Linked DNA regions of Sus scrofa: region 1 is linked to region 2. A link is a contact called in public promoter capture Hi-C data. All regions are on one chromosome and are shown on one strand. Each heading gives the region's core, a stretch centred on a gene start, on an enhancer-like site or on the middle of the called end of the contact. The rest is flanking DNA. Distances are from core to core; before and after follow the strand shown. Region 1 holds the start of FURIN (furin). Region 2 holds the start of IQGAP1 (ras GTPase-activating-like protein IQGAP1).

Region 1 (5,180 bases), core at 2,101-4,600, 440 kb before region 2:
GTAGGGCTTTGGCAGAGCCTGAATCTGAGCTACTTGCAATAAACCAGCCGGCCTCTCTCCCTCCCTGGGTCCCTGCCCTAGAAAACGTCTGTGCGACTTGGCGGAGGCCACTACTGCTTGAGCTGAGAAAGAAAAGGGGAAATGGGGCCAAGGGCTCCCCAGGCTGGGTTGTTCCAAGGTCAAAGAGCAGTCTCTGTCCATCCCTTCATGCTCCCTTTGAGATAACCTGGCAGCACAGTATTATCCTGTGGCCTCCTCAACACTGGTTTGGGGATAGTGACAAAAAAAACTACAAAAAAACAACATCAGAGTGTGTCCTCTGAGCCAGGAGCAGTTCTCAACTCTTTGCGTGTGTTAGCTTATTTCGTCCTTACCCCAAACCCTGTAAAGTGGATACAGTATTCCTTTAGGCACCTTTCATGTGTCCCTATTTACATTTTACAGAGGAGGAAACAGACCCAGAGAAGTTCCTGACGTAACTCACTAGGTGACAAGTCAACCAGCCACCAGTTCAAATCCCCAAGGCAGTGTTTTATACCATGCCACCTTAGACAAGTTACTGAATTCTCAGAGCCTCAACTTACCCTTCTGTAAAATGGAGATAATATCCAACCGATGGGACAAGGTACTATTTGGGCACCTGTCCAAATAGTGCAAAAACCGGAAACAGGGAAGAATATGGGGTGCTGGAGTTCCTGTTGTGGCTCAGCGGAAACGAATCTGACTAGCATCCATGAAGACGCCTGGCCTCCCTCAGTGGATGAAGGATCTGACGTTGTCATGAACCGTGGTGTAGGTCACAGACAAGGCTTGGATCTGGCATTGCTGGGGCCATGGTGTAGGCAGGCGGCTGCAGCTCCGATTCAACGCCTAGCCTGGGGACCTCCATATGCTGCGGGTGCGGCCCTAAAAAGACAAAAAAAAAAGAATATGGGTGCTGAAAGTTGGTTAGGGAGGTACGTCCGGTTGGCCCCTTCTCAGAATGGGAACTGCCTCCCACAAGGAGCAGACTCCTAGGGGCCAGCCTGGGGTAGCCCCATCCAGCAGCACCAGCCACAGTGGGAGAACAATAGTTCTACAGTCAGACTGAGGGAGGAAGTGAGTCACGGTTCTTCCTCAGTCTCTGTGCAAGAGAACACTATTGATGGGAAATTGGGATAGGGCTGGCCCCACCTAGCCTCAGAGTCCCCCCAATGCCCGTCCCACTTGTCGTCTGGCCTACAAGAAAGGTCAGTCCATACCTGCAACTTAGGTTGCCCCTGTGGCTCAGATGTGATCCCTGGCCTGGGACCTCCGTATGCTGTGGGGCAGCCAAAAAAAAAAAAAAAAATTAAAAAGATAAAATAAAATAAAATTTAAAAAGAAAGAAAAATCAACCCAGAAAGCAAGCAATCCTGTCTGCCTCTGGGTGCCCCGCCCATCCTGGCGACTGGCCCCAGGGGAGCCACAGCGGGTCTCAGGAAGAGGAGGGACCAGCCCTGTCTCAGAGGGCTGAGACCGCAGCCACCCTCAGAGGAGCTGGAACTTCCTAGTTTCTCCCGCCAATCCTGGCTTTGGCACAAGGAGAATTCTCTAAACTGTGTTGCTCAGAGGTGCATCACGAGGGGAGGAGCAAAGAGAGAGGAGAGGTCTGAGCGAGTGGGCGCCCGTCCTTGCCTGCCCTGAGTGGCTCCACCTCAGCCCCGCTCCCAGTTCAGGCTTCCACATACACTTGTAGTTTACAACACTTCTGTCCTTAAAAAGAATGTAGAAGCCACTCTTTTTTTTTTTTTTTTTTTTGACTGTGCCCGGAGCCAGGGAGCAAACCTGAGCCACAGCAATGACTTGCTAGATCCTTTACCCACTATGCCACAAGGGAACTCCCCTGGAAGCCGCTCTTCTTGAGAATGGGCGTCTGGAGGAAATCCTAGCTTGCCACAGCTGGTAACTGCTCCTTTTATCTCCTGGAACAAGTCCTGTTGGCAGGTTTTGTTCTCTTTATCGCTCCCGACCATTTATCTGAGGCCTTAAGGCCAGAGGGAGCTAAACTGAGCCTTTGACTTGGGGCTCCAGGAGTCCAGAAACCTCTGGATCACAGTTATCAGTTTTACACAGCAGTTAATGGGCAGTGCGGCGCCACGTGACAGAAGCCTGGCAACAGAGTTGGGGATGCCCTATGGCTTGGAGCAGGGCCTGATGGGAAGGGCCTGAGGGAGGAAGGGGCTGGGAAGAGGTTCCCACCTTCCTGGCAGGGGTCCAGAGGAGGGGGAAGGGTCTAGCCAGCGAGGCCTCCGTTTATGTTTGGATTTGGGTTAATCTGGGAGTCTCCCAAGAGCATCGGTTGTCCCGTGGTAAAATCCACTCGGTCACCCTCACCCCAGGTGCCCCCATTGCTCCTTGGCGTGCTCTGTGGGTCCCCTTCTCTCAAAATCTCTTCCTTGCTCTCAGGCCCCTCAAACAAAGCCTTGGCAGCGTCACCCACACCTGGTTTTAATCAAAATGTCTACACCACATCCATCCCTACATAGAAGGGCAGACAACCACATTTAACTGGTGTTTTCTCTAAAAGGGTAGGATTTGAGAGCTTTTTTGTTGTCTTCTTTTTGCTTACCTGAGTTCTCAGGAATTTCGGCAACTTAGAAGAAGCAAACTAAACTTTTAAGTCATGCACAACTGAATAAAGCACGCCCATACTTCACCATCTAGCTCCAGAACACCTGAGGTCCATGGTGAATGCTGTTGGGGCAACAGTCAGGCTCCTCCTATCCCATCACAGGACAAGGTCCTTCCAGTTCTGGCTAAACCACTTTGAGAAAAACCTCCTTTATAGGACAGAGTGTCTGTGGGTGGGGGGAGGAGCTAGAAGGGATGCGGTGGGAACGGGGATCCCAGCATGGCCAGCCCTTCTCCTTTTCCCAATTAGTGGGCTGGGTCTGCACTTACCTGCTCGCTCTGCTGAAGCCCCAAGTCAATGGTCGGTTCAGTGGTTCCCTTTCGCCGGCTCGGTGTCAGTGCCCAGCCTGTACTACCCACACCTGGGTACCTAATGGGCACTTTGGGTGTAGTCTACTCATGCAGACATTCATTGAGCACCTGCTGAATGCTGGGCCCTGGGGCCTCAAGCTGAGTTTCTTAGAGCTTGTCCTCAGGAAGGCAGTGAGCCCCCTCTGGGAGGGTTGGAAGGTGATCCCCGAGACATGCCAGGAGCTTCCTGAAGCTACGTCCTCCCTCCTGGCCTGGCAGATCCAATGAGCTGAGCTCTGCCCTTCCTTCTCCCTCCTGATGTAGAAAAGTAAAAGTCTGTTAACACGACTGGCTGTTGAATTTTACAATCAATTTGGTTATCCGGAGCAGCGTTTCTCAACCTCCGCACTGTTACCATCTCGGGCCAGATTATTCCTTTTCGTGGAAACTGTCCCGTGCGTGGGAGGAGGTTTAGCAACATCCCTGGTCCCTAAACACTGGGGACCAATAGAACCCCCGCCCTGGTTATGACAACCAAACATGTCCCCAGGCATTGCCACACGCCGGGGCAGGGGGGTAGGCGGGGAGTGGCATAAGAAGAGGAAGTCGGTGTGCCAGGGTTCAAGGCAACAGGCATGGTCTGCTGGGAACTGTGCGCTGAACAGCCGACAGCAAGGGCGAAAACTTCCAAAGCCCAAACCACCTGGCATAGCAGCACAACAATGGGGCCATTTAGTGTTCAGGGCAAACAAGCTTCTGTATTTCCAACGACCTCTGAGGACTGAGGACGTGGCGCTCAGGAAAATTAATGATAATGCTGAATTGAAAAAAGGAACAATCGGAGTTCCCGTCGTGGCTCAGTGGTTAACGAATCCGACTAGGAACCATGAGGTTGCAGGTTTAGTCCCTGGCTATGCTCAGTGGGTTAAGGATCTGGCGTTGCCGTGAGCTGTGGTGTAGGTTGCAGACGTGGCTCGGATCACATGTTGTTGTGGTTCTGGCGTAGGCTGGCAGCTACAGCTCCGATTAGACCCCTAGCCTAGGAACCTCCATATGCCGCAGGAGCGGCCCAAGAAATGGCAAAAAGACAAAAAAAAAAAAGAAAAAGAAAAAAGGAACAATCACGTTGATCACACTCTGTTTACTGAGGTGGGGAAGTGGATGAGACAGCTTTGCATTAAATATGTATTTAGAAAGCAGATCAGTGGTTCAGAGGTTGCCCGGGAAGGAAGGGCAGGGAAGGGGGGAGACTATGAGGAGTGATGGATGTGTTCATTAGCCCGACGGGGTGATGATTCCATGGGTACACACCAACATCAAAACAGATCAAGTCATACCCTTCAAATACATGCAGTTTAGAGTGTGTCAAGTATACATCAATAAAGTGGCTTTTAATTCTTTTTGTGTGTGTGGGTATGTCTTTTTAGGGCCGGACCCGAATCATATGGAGGGTCCCAGGCTAGGGGTCCAATCAGAGCTGCAGCTGCTGGCCTACACCATAGCCACAGTCACACCAGATCTGAGCCACCACGTCTGCCCCCTACACCACATCTCACAGCAACGCGGGATCCTTAACCCGCTGAGCAAGGCCAGGGATCAAACCTTTATCCTTATGGAAACTAGCCAGGTTCATGACCACTGAGCCACGACAGGAACTCCTAAAGCTGTTTGTAAAATGCATTTCATTGTTTAAAGGTTTTTTTTTTTTGTCTTTTTGCCTTTTCTAGGGCCGCTCCCGCAGCATATGGAGGTTTCCAGGCTAGGGGTCTAATCAGAGCTGTAGCCACTGGCCTATGCCACAGCCACAGCAACTCAGGATCCGAGCCGTGTCTGCAACCTACACCACAGCTCACGGCAATGCTGGATCCTTAACCCACTGAACAAGGTCAGGGATTGAACCCTCAACCTCATAGTTCCTAGTCGGATTTGTTAACCACTGAGCCACGATGGGAATTCCTGTTTAAAGGTTTAATGCTTGAAAGGCATGATTTTGAAAATTTACTCACGTGAAGTAGCCATTTCTTGACCATGCCAGATAAATGAGGTTGGTGGGTATGTATGTGTGTGTGATTGTAGTACAGAAAAAGAAAAGGAAAAAAAGGCACAAATGAACCTTTCCACAGAAAAGAACATCACGGACTTGGAGAATAGACTTGTGGTTGCCTAGGGGAAGGGGGAGGGAGTGGGATGGATTGGGGAGCTTGGGGTTAATAGATGCAGACTATTGCCTTTGGAAT
Region 2 (5,122 bases), core at 66-2,565:
CCCAGTTTAGCCGGACTGCTTTGGGAAACTCCTCTCCCTCCCCTCCCCCTACCACTGTGCACTCCACACCGCTCAGTTCCCAACCCGCACAGGGCTCTTCTGCTCGTCAATACCTTAGTTCACACTCTTCCTCTTCAGGTCACGTCTCAGGCCCCACCCTGCCCTGTCAAAACGCACAGCATCCTGCAGGGCTCTGTTCAAAAGTCCTCTCTGGGTTCCTCCTGCCTTCCCCAGGCCCCTCCCCCACCCCCACCTTATAGTGTAAGTCCAGCTGGTGCAGGGCATCTCTATCACTCCTTATTATCATTAGATAGTACACCTGCCTGTCTCTCTGATAAAAACATTCTTTCAAGGCAGGGTCTGGTCTTACTCATCTTTGTCACCAACGTGACACAATACCTCGTCGTATATAACTGTTGAGTGAAAGTATCTGAAAACACAACATTATTCATAGAATATAAAATAAAATCGAAAACCTCCAGACTCCAAAGGCCTCTCCTTTGCCCAGTGGTAACTAATCCGCCCGCAGTTCAGTGGGACAGGTACAGAAAATGAGGTTCGGAAAATGAGGAAGTCGGAGGTTTGGGGTTTTTTCCCCTCCACTTTTGAAATCCTGCAGAGGGATCCCGAGAAAGCTGAAGTGACCTGCCCAAGACCGCACCTTTCAGCTAGCCTGGGGCCGGGCAGGTCTGGACCCTGAGTCTACCTCGCAGGCAGCACTCGGGCAGCACCTTCTCACTACGCCCGTGCAGAGCCCGCGTCTCCGGTCCCTGGGACACGCCCTGCCCCGTCCTCCTGCCACCTCACCCTAGGCCGTCTCCCCAATCTTGGCCAAGCTGAGTAGCGGGAGGCGCTGGGTGGGGCCCTCCAGCCGCAGCGCCCGGGAGAAGGCGGGGAGGTCGCCTGGGTCCCCCCCGCCGCCGCCTCGGAGACCGAGGGGGCGCGGGTTAGGGTCCTTGCCGTCCGCCACCCCGCGACACCGGCTCTTCCGGGTACGCGCGGCCCACAGCCACCCTGCCCCACCCGCCCAGCGAGCCCCCGGGTAAACGGCGCCTCGGAAGCAGCGAGCCCGGCCCCGAGACCCCCGCGCTGCGGAGCCCGCACTCACAGCCATAGTGTGGCCGAGCCACGCCCAGTCCGTCAACTTCGTCCGTGGCGGACATGGCGGCCGAGCCCGGGTCTCTGCTCAGGAAGCAGCAAAACCTTGGAGGCGAGGGCGGCGGCGGCTGCTGCTCCTGCACAGTGCGCGGGCTGCCCTGGTCCCGCAGGCCCCGCCCCACGCCACCGGCCCCACCCGAAGGCCACGCCCCACACCGCCGGCCCCACCCGCAGGCCCCGCCCCAGCGGCCCCGCCTTGCCGCGCTGACCAGAGTGAGCGAAAGGAGGCGGGGCCTGACCCTCCCAACGCCTCCACTAGCCCCCGCCCTGCGCCCGCTACGCCCTCAAGAGGCGGAAGGAAGAAGGTGGAGCCTGCCCGCCAATCTTGCTGTCAGCTCCGCTCCACTGACAAGGCCCCGACCCGTTCTGGATCCCTGCCCTCGCCGGCCGCCGCCCCAACCGCACCTCCTACAAAAAGGCCACCAGTGTCGGTAGCTTGAAATAAAAAATGTGGGCACCCTCCTTCTCCTGCTTGCCTAGCCAAACTCTTCTGCACCCGAGTGCTCAGGGAAGGCCTCCTTTGAAGTGGCTCAGCGTGTTGTTGTGAACAGAGGCAAGACCCAAACTGCCTTAAGGGGCTGCACAGTCTGGCAGTCTGACTCAGTCTTCTCCCAGATTCGCCAGCAGTCGCCAGATTTGAACTGCTTAACTCCCCTAAGTATTTGAGAAGTGGATGCTAGAGCAGGAGAATTGTCCAGACTTCCTTCCCTTAGTTTCCTTGCCACTATTCTTTGCAAGTTCTTTTTAGGGCACTCTTTGCCTCTTTTAGGGATGCCTCTTCCCTTGCAACTTGTGGCCTGCCCTGAAAATATTGGAATTCAACGGAATTTTGTGCTCAGCCCTCTTCTGTTTTTTCTTTGCCCGCTTTATCCACGCTCACCTTAAAATGCTAAGGAACTCTAAATGTAATTCTCAGACCAGACTTTCTAGAAGCCCTGGCTCATCGTTTTCCGCTGTGTAATGGACATTTTAACCTGTGAAGCCCACGAACATTTTAAACGTGTCAAACACTGACCCTCCTCCTGTTAAAATCTGTTAATGGTGCTCAGTTCTCAGTCGAAACTTCGCGCTTGGTTCACGCCCTACAGGCAATCGGTATTTTTTTCTGAAGTGTCTTGATTTTGTCTCCATCACTACTGTGATTACATTGTTTAGATTGTCATCACCTCTGTTTTCCCTCATGCCAACCAACTCCCTGTTCTTTCTAAAGTGCAAACACGGCCGTGTTCCTCCATTTTATAGTCTTTTGCTAATACTCCCTTCAGGATGTGGTCCAACTTCCTTAGCATGCCAAATAAGCTACTTCACAACCTGGCCCCGGGCTTTTTGCTCAAGCAATTTTTAGTTTATCCACTCTTCCTTCAAAATATTAAAGTGAGATACTTGAAAACCTATGAAAACAAAATACCCTCATTGAAAAACAGGCAAAAGTTTATTACAAAATCAGAAATTAGTGCTTAAGCTCTTAAGTTTACCATACAAATTTTATTCTGTTTATAAGTCATATTGCCATATTGGCATATTTTACCAATCACTTTTCAAAAACTTTGAATGATTTTTGGTCCCATTCACAAACAGTTAATTCAACATCTTCCAACATTTAAAATTATGTCTATAAACTTAATTTATTAGCTTGTCTTTTTAATTTCTTCAATTGTTTAGCCTAGAATCTTTTCAAGCCTTAATAATCCCTATAAATGAAATAAACATACAAATATAATGAATCTTCAGTTTTCTTAGATGACCCAGTTCCATTTGTAAACTTGGTAAAATTCCAACTCAAGATCTTAAGTCTGAAGCTAACTCAATTTTATTTAAAATAAGAATTATAGTAATATAACAATTATATAATTATTATAACTCATTTTTAAATTTAATAAGTTTATTATAATAATAAGCCAAACAAGACAAACTTTCTTAAACATCGCAAGTGCATTAAATGTGAAATAAGCACACATTTCTTCTAAATTCCACATATTAATCCCATAGTTTTTGTCCAAGAAAAAACTTAGTGCTTAGTTCTAAAGCGTCTGAGTTGAAAGACACAGAGCTGCTAAGAAAGACAGTTTCAGCCTAGTTAACTAAGACTACTTTTGATCAGAGATTTCTGCCAAACATAAGTTCTGGAGCTGCAGATTTTCAGAGCCATTCTTCTCACTGTACCAACTGTCATTTTGAGCCCCTTTTTATATTATGCCATGGACTTCAAAACTCATTACCTCTTCTGACTACTCTTAGAAATATGCGAGTCCTACCCAGCTTATCTTTTGATTTTATTTTATATTTCTTGGCCTTTAAAATACATATATATGTTCTTATTTTCATTCAAAAGAGCTTTTCAATGGATAAAATTCAAATACGTAAATGTACTTTCTCTTGAATCATAAAGGTTGTAAAACGAATGGGCTCTTTCATTCTTTCTTATTTCTAGGACCCTGTATTTCTAACAGGTATTTAAATTAATATCCCACTGAGTTTCAGATGTCTCACACAGCTTTATCTCATGGTTACAAATTAAGTCATTCTGCATAGCTATAATAACTGAGATGTACTGAGGCTTTACTGGACTCTGTTTTGTATTTATTTTCTCATCTGAGCCTTATAATGATCCTATAACGAACTATTCTGGAGTTCCCGTCGTGGCGCAGTGGTTAATGAATCTGACTAGGAACCATGAGGTTGCGGGTTCGGTCCCTGCTCATGCTTAGTGGGTTAACGATCCGGTGTTGCCGTGAGCTGTGGTGTAGGTTGCAGACGCGGCTCGGATCCCGCGTTGCTGTGGCTCTGGCATAGGCCAGCGACTACAGCTCCGATTAGACCCCTAGCCTGGGAACTTCCATACGCCGCAGAAGTGGCCCAAAGAAATAGCAAAAAGACAAAAAAAAAAAAAGAACTATTCTTATCTCCACGATGAGAAAATGGAGAATTAAGTAGAACACATAGCAAGAGGCAGAGCTCAAACCCAGGTCTGTCTAATGACCGAACCCACATGCCAGATCAATAAACACAAGTTTCATAGAAATGCACATTAAGGATATAACTGGCATAAGAGTGGTAACGGTTTGGTTTTTTAATTGATAGTATTGGCAAAAGGGTGAAAGACGCTTCTGGTTGGACAATCTTTCTGAAGTCCAACTTTGCATTATGCAGCCATCATTCAAACAATTTCACTTCTTGGAATGTATCATAACAAAGTTATCTTTTAATATGCAAAAATTAGTAATGAAGCTGCTCATTGGAAATGCCTTAAATGCCCATCCCTGGGGGGCAGGGAGGGGTATTGTTTTTTACTCTGTTATGGCACCTCCAAACGATGGAATGTTATACAGCCATAAGAGCGATGATTTGTGGTTCTGAAAAGGTTTGACAAGGAACAGAGATCTAGGAGTTCCCATCGTGGTGCAGTGGTTAATGAATCTGACTAGGAACCATGAGGTTTCGGGGTTCGATCCCTGGCCTTGCTTAGTGGATTAAGGATCCGGTGTTGCCATGAGCCGTGGTGTAGGTCGCAGACTTAGCTTGGATCCAGCGTTGCTGTGGCGCAGGCGTAGGCCAGCAGCAAAAGCTCTGATTTGACCCCTGGTCTGGGAACCTCCATATGCCGAGGGAGCTGCCCTAGAAAAGCCAAAAAGACAAAAAAAAAAAAAAAAAAGGAATAGTGACCTACTCTTTTTATTTTAGTGGGAAAAGTCTAGAAGAGAGGCATTTATAATAAATATATGTATAGACTGAAACTGGAGCAAGAAAAAGCAGCATTAACAGAAGCTTGAAGGCATGACTCTCTCCGCCTGGGCATCCCTGCTTTTACACAGGTCTGCTCTGCCCTCCTCTCTTTGACAACCAGCTTCCTCCATTCTAATATCTTCTGCCCTCTCACAACTCTGGCTTTTGTTTGAGGCAAGACTTTGGCATCCTTACAGCATCAGCTCTACTGAGGATATGTTGCTCAATTGCATTATCCAGT

What was found. Promoter capture Hi-C pulls out the DNA fragments that hold promoters and counts their contacts.
Region 1: a contact with region 2 is called in a promoter capture Hi-C map of liver, with 3 times the contacts expected there. The contact joins the promoter of FURIN here to the promoter of IQGAP1 in region 2. A contact is called at or near these places in 1 of 5 promoter capture datasets (liver) and 1 of 2 datasets of contacts at active chromatin or transcription factors (alveolar macrophages).

Annotation. Positions count from the first base shown.
Region 1 is chr7:53,453,804-53,458,983 of Sscrofa11.1, reverse strand. FURIN (furin) reads right to left here and starts at 3,350. Exons shown (of 15, transcript XM_021098916.1): 1 at 2,923-3,350.
Region 2 is chr7:53,016,672-53,021,793 of Sscrofa11.1, reverse strand. It overlaps IQGAP1 (ras GTPase-activating-like protein IQGAP1), which reads right to left and starts at 1,315. Exons shown (of 38, transcript XM_021098910.1): 1 at 1,109-1,315. The coding sequence starts at 1,163.